Linked DNA regions of Rattus norvegicus: region 1 is linked to region 2. The links are chromatin contacts, called in public Hi-C maps. All regions are on one chromosome and are shown on one strand. Each heading gives the region's core, a stretch centred on a gene start, on an enhancer-like site or on the middle of the called end of the contact. The rest is flanking DNA. Distances are from core to core; before and after follow the strand shown. Region 1 overlaps LOC120101554 (a long non-coding RNA gene). Region 2 overlaps Dpp4 (dipeptidylpeptidase 4).

Region 1 (5,982 bases), core at 2,476-4,975, 120 kb after region 2:
CGTGGAAATGAGTGGTAAAGGGTGCGTGTGTGCTTGCGTGCATGTGTGTGTGTGCGTGTATGTGTCCTCAATCTATAAATCCAAGATTTGAAACCGAAGGCATTGCAAAGCATCGGATGTGGGGACAGAGACTCACCAAGAAGCTAGAGTAGAAGGCTGAGAAAGTAGGAAACATAATTATCTTTAAAGATCACGAGGGAGAACCAAGCAGACAGTAGCAGGCACGGAATGGAGGTGTGGACGAGGTCAACAATCTCAGTCAGCATGACGGGCAGATCCAGTTTAACATGTCCCCTAGGTTGATGTCAGCGAACAACATGTGAAGAGTCACTGTTTGCATTCCCCAAATTATGTTTCCATTTTAGCGAAATATGTTAGAAAGAAGCAGAGGAAGGAGGGCTTTGATTGATTTAACTCAGTGGCCATAATCTAGCTTAATCACTAATCTCAAAATGAGACCGGGGAACCTCTGGGTTTCCTTAAATGTCTTTTTTTTTCTGATTATCTGTATTTCTACAATAATACTAGGATGACGTTTGCTGCTGTTTACTCTTTTTATCCTGTGGGTGTAGCGGAGAGTTCTAGAAGCTGCATAGAAGAGAGCACGATGATTGGTGCAGAAGCAAATGCAGAAATCCATCTACTTCCCAGGCAGGAAGAAATCAGAGATGCCAGGGGCTGTAAAACAGGCCATTGTCTTTCTGTATTTTCTCTGTTTTTGTGAAAGGTATTTTTCCCATAAAATTATTATTTATGTTAACCTATAGCGGGAGAATTCTTCTAACATAAAGTAAATAAACAGTTATTCATTTGTTTTCATTTAGAATATGCTAAAGCACGAACATATATTGCCCATACAAATACAGTGCCAGCATTTAAGAGAGCACAGGTTGTTCCTGACATCAAAACCGTTTAAGAACCTCTGACTTTTGCCACTTGTTGAAGATGCGGGCGCTCACAGGGAGGGGCTGAAAGGTCAGACAGAGGAGGACACAGAGTCCTGCAGAGGCTTTTCAGACTGTGACCTGCATGTTCACCCCCCCCAGGGCAGTGGCTGGAATGTGTGTAGGAAAGTTGTCAAAGAGACCCGTTTTTTCTCGGCAGCTTTCCTAGCCTCGGGCATCGGGAAGAACATTCACTTAATAAGTAATTATTCTGAAAATTTGACCAATAAGTGAGACTCTATTAGAAAGTAGTGTATTTTTGCAATCTCCACGAAGTATCTGAAGTTTATTTCTTTCCTTTAGTATGTACACTATATATATATATATATATATATATATATATATATATATATATATATACACACACACACATATATATATACATCACTATAGAAAATTAGAGAATTCTGAAGTCTTAAAAACATGAATTTTATTTCCCAGAGAAAATGACTAGCATATACATTTTCTTTCTCTTTTAAACAAAGTTATGATTATTGTTAAAGGTATTACTTTATGCCTGCTGTAGTTCTTTTTTTTTCTTCTTTTTTCGGAGCTGGGGACCGAACCCAGGGTCTTGCGCTTGCTAGACAAGTGCTCTACCACTGAGCCAAATCCCCAATCCCCCTGCTGTAGTTCTTAACCCCTTTTAATAATTGTTTCCTGTTTTGGTAATCAGTGGTCATCATTATGTACATGGAATAAAATATTGCCTTTGAGTTATACAAATAAATGAAAACTTATGCTATTTTACATGAGCACTCATCCCACATTATTAGTTTTTACAATGAATCTTTGAGTACAACCTTCCCAAAATATTAATTTAGTTTACACACACGTTCACTGCTGCAAAAATATGTATATCACTGATTCAAAAGTGTTCATTTTATTACTGACAAAAATATAATGAAGATGTAGCTTCCTCCAAAATTGCATGTACTTTTATTATTGCTGTTATTGTTAAAATTTATTGAGAATTTAAATAAAATTCGTGTTCTCCTTTTTAACATAATTAAATGAAGTTGCATTTTGTTTGGGAAAATTATAGGTCAGGAAGATTATGGAAATGAAGACATCATTGAAGGGAAATAATGATTACAACAATATCAAAATGTACTGGAAAACAAGAAAAAATAGTATGGTTTGATAATAAAGATCGAGAAATAAAAATATCTCCTGGGAAATATAGCCTTGCATACCTGAAAGTGGTGTTTAAGTATAGACACCTTCACCAATATGCAGCGACACTAATAAATGTTCAATACGCGTTGCAAAAAAAATACCTTGGCTTCTTTCGTTTTTTCTTTTCCTTTTCTTTCTTCCCTTTTTTTTTTAACCCGAAAGAACACATTTTTTTTTCTAAAACAGCTAGTTTTGAAGAGAAAATTGGAAGAAAAGATGTATGGTGCCATCTAGTGGTTATCAATATAACTGCATACATACTGTTCTTTTTCGTTTCCATTCGCAAAAAATAAATTTCTTCAAAGATTCGAGGTAGGTAAATTATTTATTAATAAAATATTTCGTACGTACTTCTTCAGTACTAATTTAGGAAAAGTCTAATTTCAGTGCTGTTAAGGTGATTGTTAGGTCCTCAGAGATTAAGGTGGTCTGTGTAATTATCTGTAGTTAGCGTTCAAGAAATTACAGTTCCAGACATTTACATAAACAAGCATGCCAACCTGTCATACTTTTTTTTAGTAACACAATGAAACAAAAGAACAATTTGAATAAAAGCACGCTGATTGAAAATTCATATATGGGAGCAGAACCTGCCAGCCGTTATAAATTCTGAATAAAGAACACAATTGGAGAAACCTGTTCTTTGGCTTGAGGTGCGGGAGGCTTGCCGCTTGCCCTCAGCTGTTGCTAGTGTGGCCAAGTAGTTCCTGGGATGACCGCAGACTGCGTCTTTTCTCCTAGTCTCCAGGGAGGAGTTACACACCTTTGACCGTCGCCACACACTGCCCATCTCCACATTGATCCTCTGTCTGCATCTGCCCCATCAAACAAAACCAAAGGTCCTACATTCACACGGGAGAAAATCTACAAAGCAGCCCTTCGGTTTCAGTGAACAAGTCCACCCTGTCCATTACGCGCCTGCAGCAGTAGTTCCCTGCTATAATGTATGTCTTCTCGCCGATAAAGGCTCCGTGGACGTCACAGCGTTAGTCCCCTTCACTGGACTTTGGGTCTGCCAGTGAGATAATGGGACCAGTGTGTTCCCAGCTCATCGTGAGTGAAAGCTCAAGATGTAGAAGCTTCAGGTGGCCAAGAATGTAAACCTGAGGGTCTGAATAATAAGTGGGGGCAAGGGGCTGAAGTCTAAGGAGCAGGGATCGGAGGTAAAGGGAGGGTATCCTGATGTGTCCTACCCAGTGGCTGTTGCTGTGCTCAGCCTGAGTTCTCCTTGATATCTCAGTACCTGCCCGAGGACCCTTCATTTGGTGAATCGTATACAAATGCCTTCCTATCCTTTGATTCGGAAGTGTACTCAATAAACCATCTATAGGGACAGCCTTTTTTTTTTTTTTTTTTTAAATATCACTCAGTAGCTCTATTTCTTCCATGCCAAGTCTGAATTCTTTTGTATGACCTGTGAGAGCTCTTTGACCTCTCAGCATCCCTCACTTCTGGGTCTTTTCCTTCTCCCCACTGGCCTTTTACCTTTCCCTCTACACCTTAAGCACTAGCTGTATTCAAATTCCAGTTTGTGGGGTTTACCCGACACTTATTCGGGCTAGCCCGAATGTTCCAGAAAACATTTTATTCTCTTTCTTTCCTCCCTGGCTTCGGTTTGACCTTCAGATACAAGTCTAAGCCCCTAAGGTCTCTCGGACTTGGACTATTTTACTGACATCACTCCATCATGTATCCCACATCCTGCTACTGCTTTGCTGACTCCGTGACAAAAATGGCCTCTTCCTTTGGGAGAGACTAAGCTAGCTCTGTGATGGATGGATGGTGTTTGTCTCCCTGCGGCTTTGTACTGAACGTGGGCAATAGTAAGCGCTACATACATGCCCAAAGAACTGATGAGAAGTTCCTGTTATTTAAGTGAAAGCAAATAAGGCTCGAGCACTCTATAAAACACTTCCGTGACACGGGACCTAATTGACACGGGACCTCCTTTCTCCTTCAGCTGGAATTTGTAAATCCCTTCTTCATTTTGTGAGAGCTGTTGTTTCAGGTTTCAAAAATGAGACTCCCACTTTCAATGCGACTTCTTATTTAAGTCAAAAGCTGAATGCACACAATCGGTATAAAGATTATCTCTATTTTGTGGACATGGGTGGTCCAGACACCCACAAGGAGATAAATAAATGTTTGAGGTGGGTCCTTCAATGATTTTTTCAATGGATGCCAATTTGGCAAGCTCGCCTGGGCCCTACCAGTGTGAGGAACCATGATTTTGGTATGATGTTGGGGAATTTGTGGCTCCCATCTGCTGGTTATCTCGCAAAATGTAGAGCTGAGAAAAATCACATACTGATTAAATCATAGAATCCCACACTTGGAAGGGACTTCATGAGATGATCGGGCCCGTCTCCTGAAGGTCAATGCATAAACCATCTTGTGCAGATGGCTGTTTATACTATTTTTAAAGCTCTTTAAGGATAGAGATTACACAGCTTCCCGTGGTAGTCTGATCTTCATGGTCAAGAACTTCCCTTTTAAAAAACCAGCTTCTCGCTGCAGTTTGGCTCACTTCCTCTTTTTGTCAGCTCGCTGCGAATGTGGGGAGCACATGATCAGAGTCCCCTGCTAATTATCCCTGGCCCACATCTCACACCCTTGCAACTAATTATTAAGAGCTATGCTGTTTCCCCTCCTAAGCGACACAGTCACAATGTCTTTATTTTTTTCAGGAGACTTATTTCCCCCTCCTATTATTTTTGTAATTTACTTTTTTTAATTTTTTTTTTTTTTGCCATACCACCACCCTGCGGAAAACTGATAATTGCGCTTGCGCTCATGTCTAGATCAGCTGTCAATGGACGGCGAAGCACCCTTACCTTGCTGCCTAGACCGCAACCTTTCTGTTTTTGTTCCTCCTGTGGATTTTTGTTCTGCAGTAAATCCCGAGCTGTTCACTGTCAACCTGCTACAATGGGGGAATCGCTCTTATTTGTATTGGTTCCTTTCTCAGAAGTGCGTGTCCTGTCCTGACCACCAGGAAGTGAATAGTCAAACGGGTCTCACAATTTCGATGAAGGAGTCTGAGTTGAGGAGAAAATCCTGGATGATCCAGGCAAGCCCAGCGTAGATACAAATGTGACGATAAAATAGGCAGATCTGAGATAGAGAGGAAGGGGGGAACAGATGTTAGGGTGATAGGTTTGAAGGTGGATAGGGCCACAAACCATGCAGTGGAGCCTCTCCACAGCTGGATAAGCAGACACTGAGTCCTTTGAACTGCTGTGGAAAACAGCACCATACTGCTACCTAGATTTCAGCCAGGGTGTGTGTGTGTGTGTGTGTGTGTGTGTGTGTGTGTGTGTGTGCGCGCGCGCGGGCAGTTTAGCTGACTTACTTTTTCTCTCTTTCAGGACTCGCCATTGAAATTAGGGCTCCGTGGTGTGCTAGGCAAATGCTCTCCCTGAGATCCATCCTTAGGCATCTTCTTACCTTTTGAGATAGGATCTCAAAGTTGCCCAGCCTGGCCTCAAATTCATTTCTAGCTGATGCTGTTCTTGAATTTATAATCCTCCTGCCCCAGCCTCCCTTTTTATTACAGGATTGCACTGCTAGGTCTGGCTTGATTTTGACTTCTGATTTGGAGAATTGTAAGGGGGATAAATTAGTGTTCTCTGAAAGGACCAAGGTGTCGAAAATCTGTTAGCAGCACAGAAAGAAACAGTGTCCATGTATGAAGAGGCTATGTCTGCTTGTCTTGAACGTAGAGGTTTTATTTTATAGACCTTTAGGGCTGTGAAGGTTTATTAGTTTCATCTCCCCAGCATAGAAGGCTGTAACAAAAGTAACAGGTGTGTACCAGAAGATCAATAACTCACTGCTTCTTATGGATTATTAAAAGTAA
Region 2 (6,667 bases), core at 3,905-6,404:
TATCTGCCACCCATCTCTAGGCTATGTCAAAACTGGACCAAGTCTGGAGAAACCTCCCTTACTTTCTGTTTCTCTGTCATCTCTTCTAAAATTCCAAAGGGCTTATGATTGTCTTCTAGCAAAGGAACCCTGTGAAATAAAATTTTAATTAACTGTCCAGGAATTATTACGTTATAATAGTGGATCCTCTGGATTCTGCGCTGTGTTGCCTTCTCCGGGAGAAATAATTGGATATGAGATTGGTCTGAACAACCCTGAAGGTTGGGAAGGGTGTCTTTCCTGTCACCAGGTGATAGCACAAAACTTGATTCTCTGTTCTCCAACAGGAGGTCTCAAATCAAACTCTCCTTAAAGGGAGTTGCTATCCACTAGACGAGGCTAGAGTCGGGAGGTCAGACTCATGGCTCATTCTGAGCTACAGGGCCAAGCCCCTTTCACGGCCCTTCCCGGTGGTCTCCTCTACCAGTTCAGGCACCCAGCCCATGCTGACTTTCTGCCACCATGTTTATTTACGAGTTCAATGCCACCCTTTACTCACAGACGATAATCGACTTTAACACCCAGACCTGACCCAGATATGCAACTGTGTCACCTCGCCTCACCTCTAGCAGTCCCGTGGGCCTGCCTTGCTTGGCAGCATGAGCAGGAAAGCTGCTCCAACCACCTCCCAGAGCCATGAGATGGAGAAATGTCATTGAAACACAGAGTAATGGTGAGGAGACATATAAAGACACAGGACAGTTAGCAAGGAATGTGATAACTACTGGAGTTTGGACCAAAACAGTTTCTGGCTGCCTTTTTTTCTTAAATGGAGTGAATACAGGCTGAAAGAAGACAATTTTTATAAACAAGTAAAACCCTGAGCCTAAGATAAATGTTGTGATGTACACACTGTAGCTGTGATGAACTAGACATGGTGAGAAACGCAACATACTGAGAAAAAGACGAAAACTGTGATAAAAGTGTCATGATGCAAATTGTTTTACATTAACAATATTACACTACAAAGAAAGAAAGACAAATACTTTAATGCAGCAAGAGAAAAATAAAACAAAAGCTTCCCCTGCAGTTGCAAGATAAGTGTGCCATTTCAGTGCACGTTCCCCTGCTCATTGGGAGAAGCCTCCCAGGGGACTTTCCAGTGAGAGAGACAGGCAGCTGCCAAAAGCACACCCTCTTAGGAGCTCTCCGTGCCGGAAACAACCCTCCATCCCCAAATGCAAAGACGCCGCTTTGCCTCCGGAACGGCCGGGGTGTGGTTCATTACTGGACTACGCATCCTGGGCTTCTCTGGTAAGACTCTAATGCCTGCTGTATGGCACACTTCATGCTGTGGAGGACATATGCAAGCATATGTTGGCGATGCATGCATTTCTCCAATATATGATTAGCGGTCGGGAAGATATTAATTGTACTATATCCACGCACCCAAATTGGATGTTCCCCCATTGCCTATCCATGGAAACGGGAATGAAAAAAGGAAATGGATGACTAAGTTACAAGCCGAATAAGTCTATCACCAATGACAAAAACGGAAGCTCGGAGTGATAAATGGGCAAGGATGCAATGGTGGTGCAGTTGGCACTCTCCTGAGGCTAGAAACTTCCGGAGAGCCCCGCTGCCAGCAACAGTCTGGCAGAGAGAAGTAGAAAGGATTGGTCCAGCGGCAATGCCGATTCCACAGCATCTCTGTGAGGAGCTTTTTCCTTCAATCCCCAAGAAGAACCATCTGTAGCTGCTTGTTGGATCATGCTGGTTCCTCAGCTACCTTCCAACAAATAGATCTTTGTATTTTTTGAAATAAAAGGAAGGAGCTGATGAGAGTAGGGAAATGCTGTGAGAAACAGGAGGTGTGACAATTTTCACGCTACCCTTTGTGCCATCCACGAACCAGAAGGACAATTTGCTCCCTGAAGATAAGAATGATGGCAGCTGCCATGCTTTTGAAGCTTACATCATGGCAGGTGTGGGGGGTCTCCTCTAATCACTTCTGTGACTCTAGGAGGCGTATCTGGTTACTCCCATTGTGTAGAGGAAGAAATTAAGGTTCAGGGAAGGATCGTGACCTCCTCAAGTTCAAACATCTAGAACTAATGGAAGCAAACTTTCAATGCAGGTTCTTTGAACTCCAAAGCCCGAGTTCCTGAACAATATATTATATAGTTAATTGATATCACAGTCAAACTACTCATTATCACCCGCAGGCTCCCATAGAGGACCAAACAACCCCTGGGTCCCAGCGATAACAGCTCAACAACTCAGTAAGCTATACCCTCGGGCTCACCACTTCACTCTATGGATTCTTCTCCTGAAATCGATGCTGCTTGAATTAATATTAAAAGGTGCCATTTGGAGAATCATCACTAATACCAAGCAGAGGGCACAGAAAACATTTAAGAGAAACTGAATCCAACCCACTAAATAAGATGTTTCACTTGTTTACATCTACCCAACAACTGCACCCATGAGCTGCCAAGGAAAGAGCTCCCATCCGCCCCAGACAGGGGGTTCTACCTCAGGCCTCACAAGCAACACTGGCTGCTTTAAAGATCACACAGCAGTCAACATTTTATCAGCACTCCACAAACAAGTTAAGGTTTGGCTTAAATCTGAAGGTCTCTCTCCCTTTGGCATATTCTGGGATAATAGAACAAATGTCAAATCAGTGCAAGATGGCATATTTACAAAATTGCACCCTGTTTTGCATAACCTAACGATGCAGCAGTTCTTAAGGATTGAGCGTTTCAAATCTGCTAGCAGAAGACTGCCAAATCCATGACTGTTTCACACACTTGCCAAAAGCCTATCAAATTTTGAGCAAAATGCAAAATAAATCTCCTCTACAAGTTAAATCAGCCCTTCTGTGTGTTCCAGGCTGCCCTCTCCTCTTGGCAGCAAGGCTCAGGACTGGGGCCCCGCTCCTCCTGCCCTCCATCTCCTACTTCTCTGCTTATTCACAAGACAATCCCTTCTCCAGTCTACGCCCTGTCATAACCGTTGGTCACCATTTGTTCTGCTCTTCCCAAAGCTATCCCTCAGTTCAATAGATCACTCTCAGAGATCCCCAGAAAACCCTTCTCTCTGTCACTGTCTCTCTCCCCTGATGCTCCCTCCCCCTCCTTGTAACCTGTTGGGAATCTCTCTGATCTTCCTTGTATCTTCCCCCCTTCCTCTCTGTCCTTCTTCTTCATTCCTGGCTCATGCAGTGTCCTCTTCCTTTATAAACCCTCAACATCCATATGTTACTTGATATTTTAGTGCCTCAGTTTCCCTGTCAATAAAATGGTGGGAATCAGGGAGACTTAAAACTGATAATTCCTCTAAAGTTCTAAGGATGCCATCTAGTCATACCAACACAATAAATGAATGGGTGAGTGCATCTGGGTGGGGGCAGGGAGTTAGAATCCTATATTTTTGGCTCCTCCTTTTCCCTGAACTTCCTTCAGGCTTCTGACATAGACCACCAGGCTGTATGGTCACAATTTGGAAGTGTCTGGTCTTTTCCATACAGATTGGATACTGTGTGATGTTCAAGTTCATGAACTGTTACCATTTGAAAAATTTATTTCTCCAGTGTTTTTACTTTCTTTCTTGTCCGTAAGGAATAAACTTTTGAACAAATCAAATGCCAGACACTTTGGATAAGTGAATGACACACAAGTCTCTGATGTGTTAGTGTCTTGAAGTTCTGGTTGCAGATGGCCTTTGAGACAGTGTTCACCCGTTGGTCAGGATCCCACTCCTTGAGGTGTGGCTGCTCTGCTGCATGCTGTGGCTCCTGATTGCAGAGTTGCCTCCTTGGTTGTCCCATGTCTTTGCTTAAATCGGTTGCCACTTCTGTCTGTTATGCATGGAGCCTGCCCATAGAGAAGATCTGTCTACAGAACTACACTGCTGAGTAGCTCACACTTGTCACCTCTCTGGGGCCAGGTCCTTGTTGGGGAAGGTTCCTCTTTGGGGTCATTGGAGTCTTTAAAAGAGTTTCTGCCCTGTCATTTGTCCATAGTGGGTGGTGATTTTCAAAAAATCTTATGGGGGTCACTGCAAGGGTCATTTTAAGTCTGTGGGTCTAAGCCTATGCCTCAGGATCTCCAAATCTTCATAGCTGCTTTTAAAGTATAGGAAATAACATCCCCACTGCTGGGAAGTCAACCATACAGATGTACACCTTCACAAATGGCGGACCAGCTTTAAGCATGGCACACACTGGCGATTCACCTGGTGGCATCCCTTTCCTCAGTAGTAAAAGGGCCTGAGCTTACAGGTATGTTCTCTTGGAGATTTGGATTCCTTTAAAGTCTGGGTCATTTATCCCCTGGTATTGAATCCTCTCATCAGGTTGTACTGAAAAATTACATTCTCTTCCAAACTCTATAGTTCTATGTGTCAATGGCTTCTTAGCTAAGAATATAAGCTTACTTATTGCACAACCGAACATTTTGTGCATTCCTAACTCTGGATGTGCTAAGAGAGTCCTGACTAAATGGGATTTTTTTTTTCAAAATATTTTCTCGATCCACGGAAGTGCACAGAGTGACAGAAACCTTTCAGGAACTGTTGAATTAGCTCTCTGCCTTATCAAGGGATAGGGCAGGATGAGAGAGAGAGAGAGAGAGAGAGAGAGAGAGAGAGAGAGAGAGAGAATGCAAACCTGGGAGAGAAAAGAAGTAGGAGATGGCAGTCCAGAGGGGCAGCTGGGGCCTTGGAGGAAAATAGAATGTTTGAATATATTCTTGCCAGAGACAAAAGCACAGGCTCATTTAAAAAACAAAGGAGGGCAGCTTTATTCTAAAGCCTGCTGTGCACCAAAAATAGGCACTTAGATTCAGTGCTCCACTCAGATTCAGATCCCCACACAGATTCAGTCCTCCATGCTCAGAGGAAGCAACCACGGGAGCAGAGCTAGGTGGAGACAATTCCCTTAATGCGTTTACCTCACTTTCCCTGCCCACCTTAGCTATCACCCTCCCAGATAATTCCTCTGAGTAACACGTTGGGAACCTTTAGCTCCCTGGTACTGGCAGTTTTAATGTGTCCATTGCCAGCAATCAATTTCATGCCAAGAAAACCCGACTCCTGGCGTGGAAGGATTAAACAGTCCTCGGGAGCCATCTGTGCAGCGAAGAGAAAGAGTGACTTTGTGCACCCAGTGTGCGTGTGTTGCCATTGGCAGGAGAAAGTGACTTCTATTTACATGACTACCTCATACAGGGAACACCTAAGGGGAGAGACGAGAATGGCCACCACTGTGGGGGGTAGAGCTTGGGGATCGGTGTCAGAAAAAGGAGCCTATAGAAAAGGCTGGAAAAGGAACTGTGAAATGGTAGATTCCAACTGCTGCCCTATAGCATTATAGAGAGAGACAGCTCAGAGAACAGAAATGATGGGATGTGTTCTGAGTAAGTGAGGCAAGCGTCCTGACGAATTTTGTTCTTAGGGTTTGGACATGAGTCTGCCCCTCTAGCCTCATGGGTTCTTCAGATTGGGCTTTGGGGTCTCCTTCACCATTCTCCAGAGGCGGCCTTGGAATACTAGGCAGTGTATCTCTGAGTTGACAGGGGTTTTCCCTGCTTGGGCATAGCCAAGAAAACTATCTTTCAGGTTGGATAATTAAGAAGAAAAAAAAATATCGAGCATCAAAATGAGAAAAGTACAAAGAAAAGGAGAAGTAAAATTTGTATCACAGTATTTACCTTAAAAGCTTTTTTTTTAAAAAAAGATAATCAAGTCAAGATAAGTTGCAAGATAAGATGCTTTACAGAAGGACATCCAATGAGTGAAATGTTGAATAACAGTGTGGGGGTGGGCAATCTGGCGCAGAGTAATTACTAACTCAAGGTAGATAAAATGAGAGTTAAGAGTCATCTGAGGAAAATAACAGTGGAAAGAGAGAGAGAGAGAGAGAGAGAGAGAGAGACAGACCTCTTCAGAAAGAGGACAGTGGGAGCATCCTAATATATGGGAGCGGAGACAGATGACAAGCCAGGTATAATCCCATAGCAATGTCAGAAATGGCAGCTACAAAAGTACAGAATCTGACATCTAAACCAGGTCAAGTACAAAAGAAAGTAGTATTAAAACTGTGTGTGTGTGTGTGTGTGTGTGTGTGTGTGTGTGTGTACGTCTGTTTGTCTGTCTGTGTATGTGTACATATGTGTGTGTCTATGTGTGTGTTTCTGTATGTGTGTATGTGTGTATGTGTGTCTGTGTGTCTTTCTGTGTGTCTGAGTATGTATGTGTGCATGTGTCTGTGTGTCTATGTATGTGAGTGTGTTTTTCTGTCTGTGTGTCTATGTATGTGAGTGTGTCTGTGTGTGTCTGTCTATGTGTCTGCGTGCATGTGTGTGTGTGTGTGTGTGTGTGTGTGTATGTGTGTGTGTATAGTTAAGGTCCTAACAAGGTGTGAAATGGACTGTATTGTGGGAAAACAGAAGAGTTTACAAACTGGGTTACTGTTATTCGGGGAGCTAGGTCATTTGCCAGGAGATTGCAGTTATGATGAGACAATGCCTACAGCACATTATGGGATGTGGAATAGAAAGAGTGAGAGGATGGGAGTGTACAGCATTAGAGGAGATTCTGACAGAAATAGGAATAGCCTGATTATGAGACTGCTTTGTAGGTAAAGATGCCTGTGTGTCCTCTTAATTTGTGAGTTGTTACTTTT

The links. Hi-C and Micro-C count contacts between places; a contact is called where the count stands out from the background.
Region 1: a Hi-C map of frontal cortex shows a contact between it and region 2, with 4 times the contacts expected there. The contact joins two enhancer-like sites. A contact is called at or near these places in 11 of 12 Hi-C or Micro-C datasets (the A7r5 cell line, the Rat2 cell line, Schwann cells and 7 more).

The regions. Positions count from the first base shown.
Region 1 is chr3:67,503,071-67,509,052 of GRCr8, forward strand. LOC120101554 (a long non-coding RNA gene) reads right to left here. Exons shown (of 3, transcript XR_005502169.2): 1 at 4,958-5,982. LOC103691814 (a long non-coding RNA gene) reads left to right here. Exons shown (of 3, transcript XR_005502168.2): 2 at 573-727; 3 at 1,990-2,111. Among named protein-coding and RNA genes, the nearest start is that of Gcg, 25 kb to the right of the region's middle. Within about 2 kb of position 3,726, at least 4 of the 93 cell types and tissues checked have an H3K27ac peak or open chromatin away from gene starts, as enhancers often do.
Region 2 is chr3:67,377,452-67,384,118 of GRCr8, forward strand. All of the region lies in intron 23 of Dpp4 (dipeptidylpeptidase 4), which reads right to left. Among named protein-coding and RNA genes, the nearest start is that of Dpp4, 72 kb to the right of the region's middle. Within about 2 kb of position 5,155, at least 11 of the 93 cell types and tissues checked have an H3K27ac peak or open chromatin away from gene starts, as enhancers often do.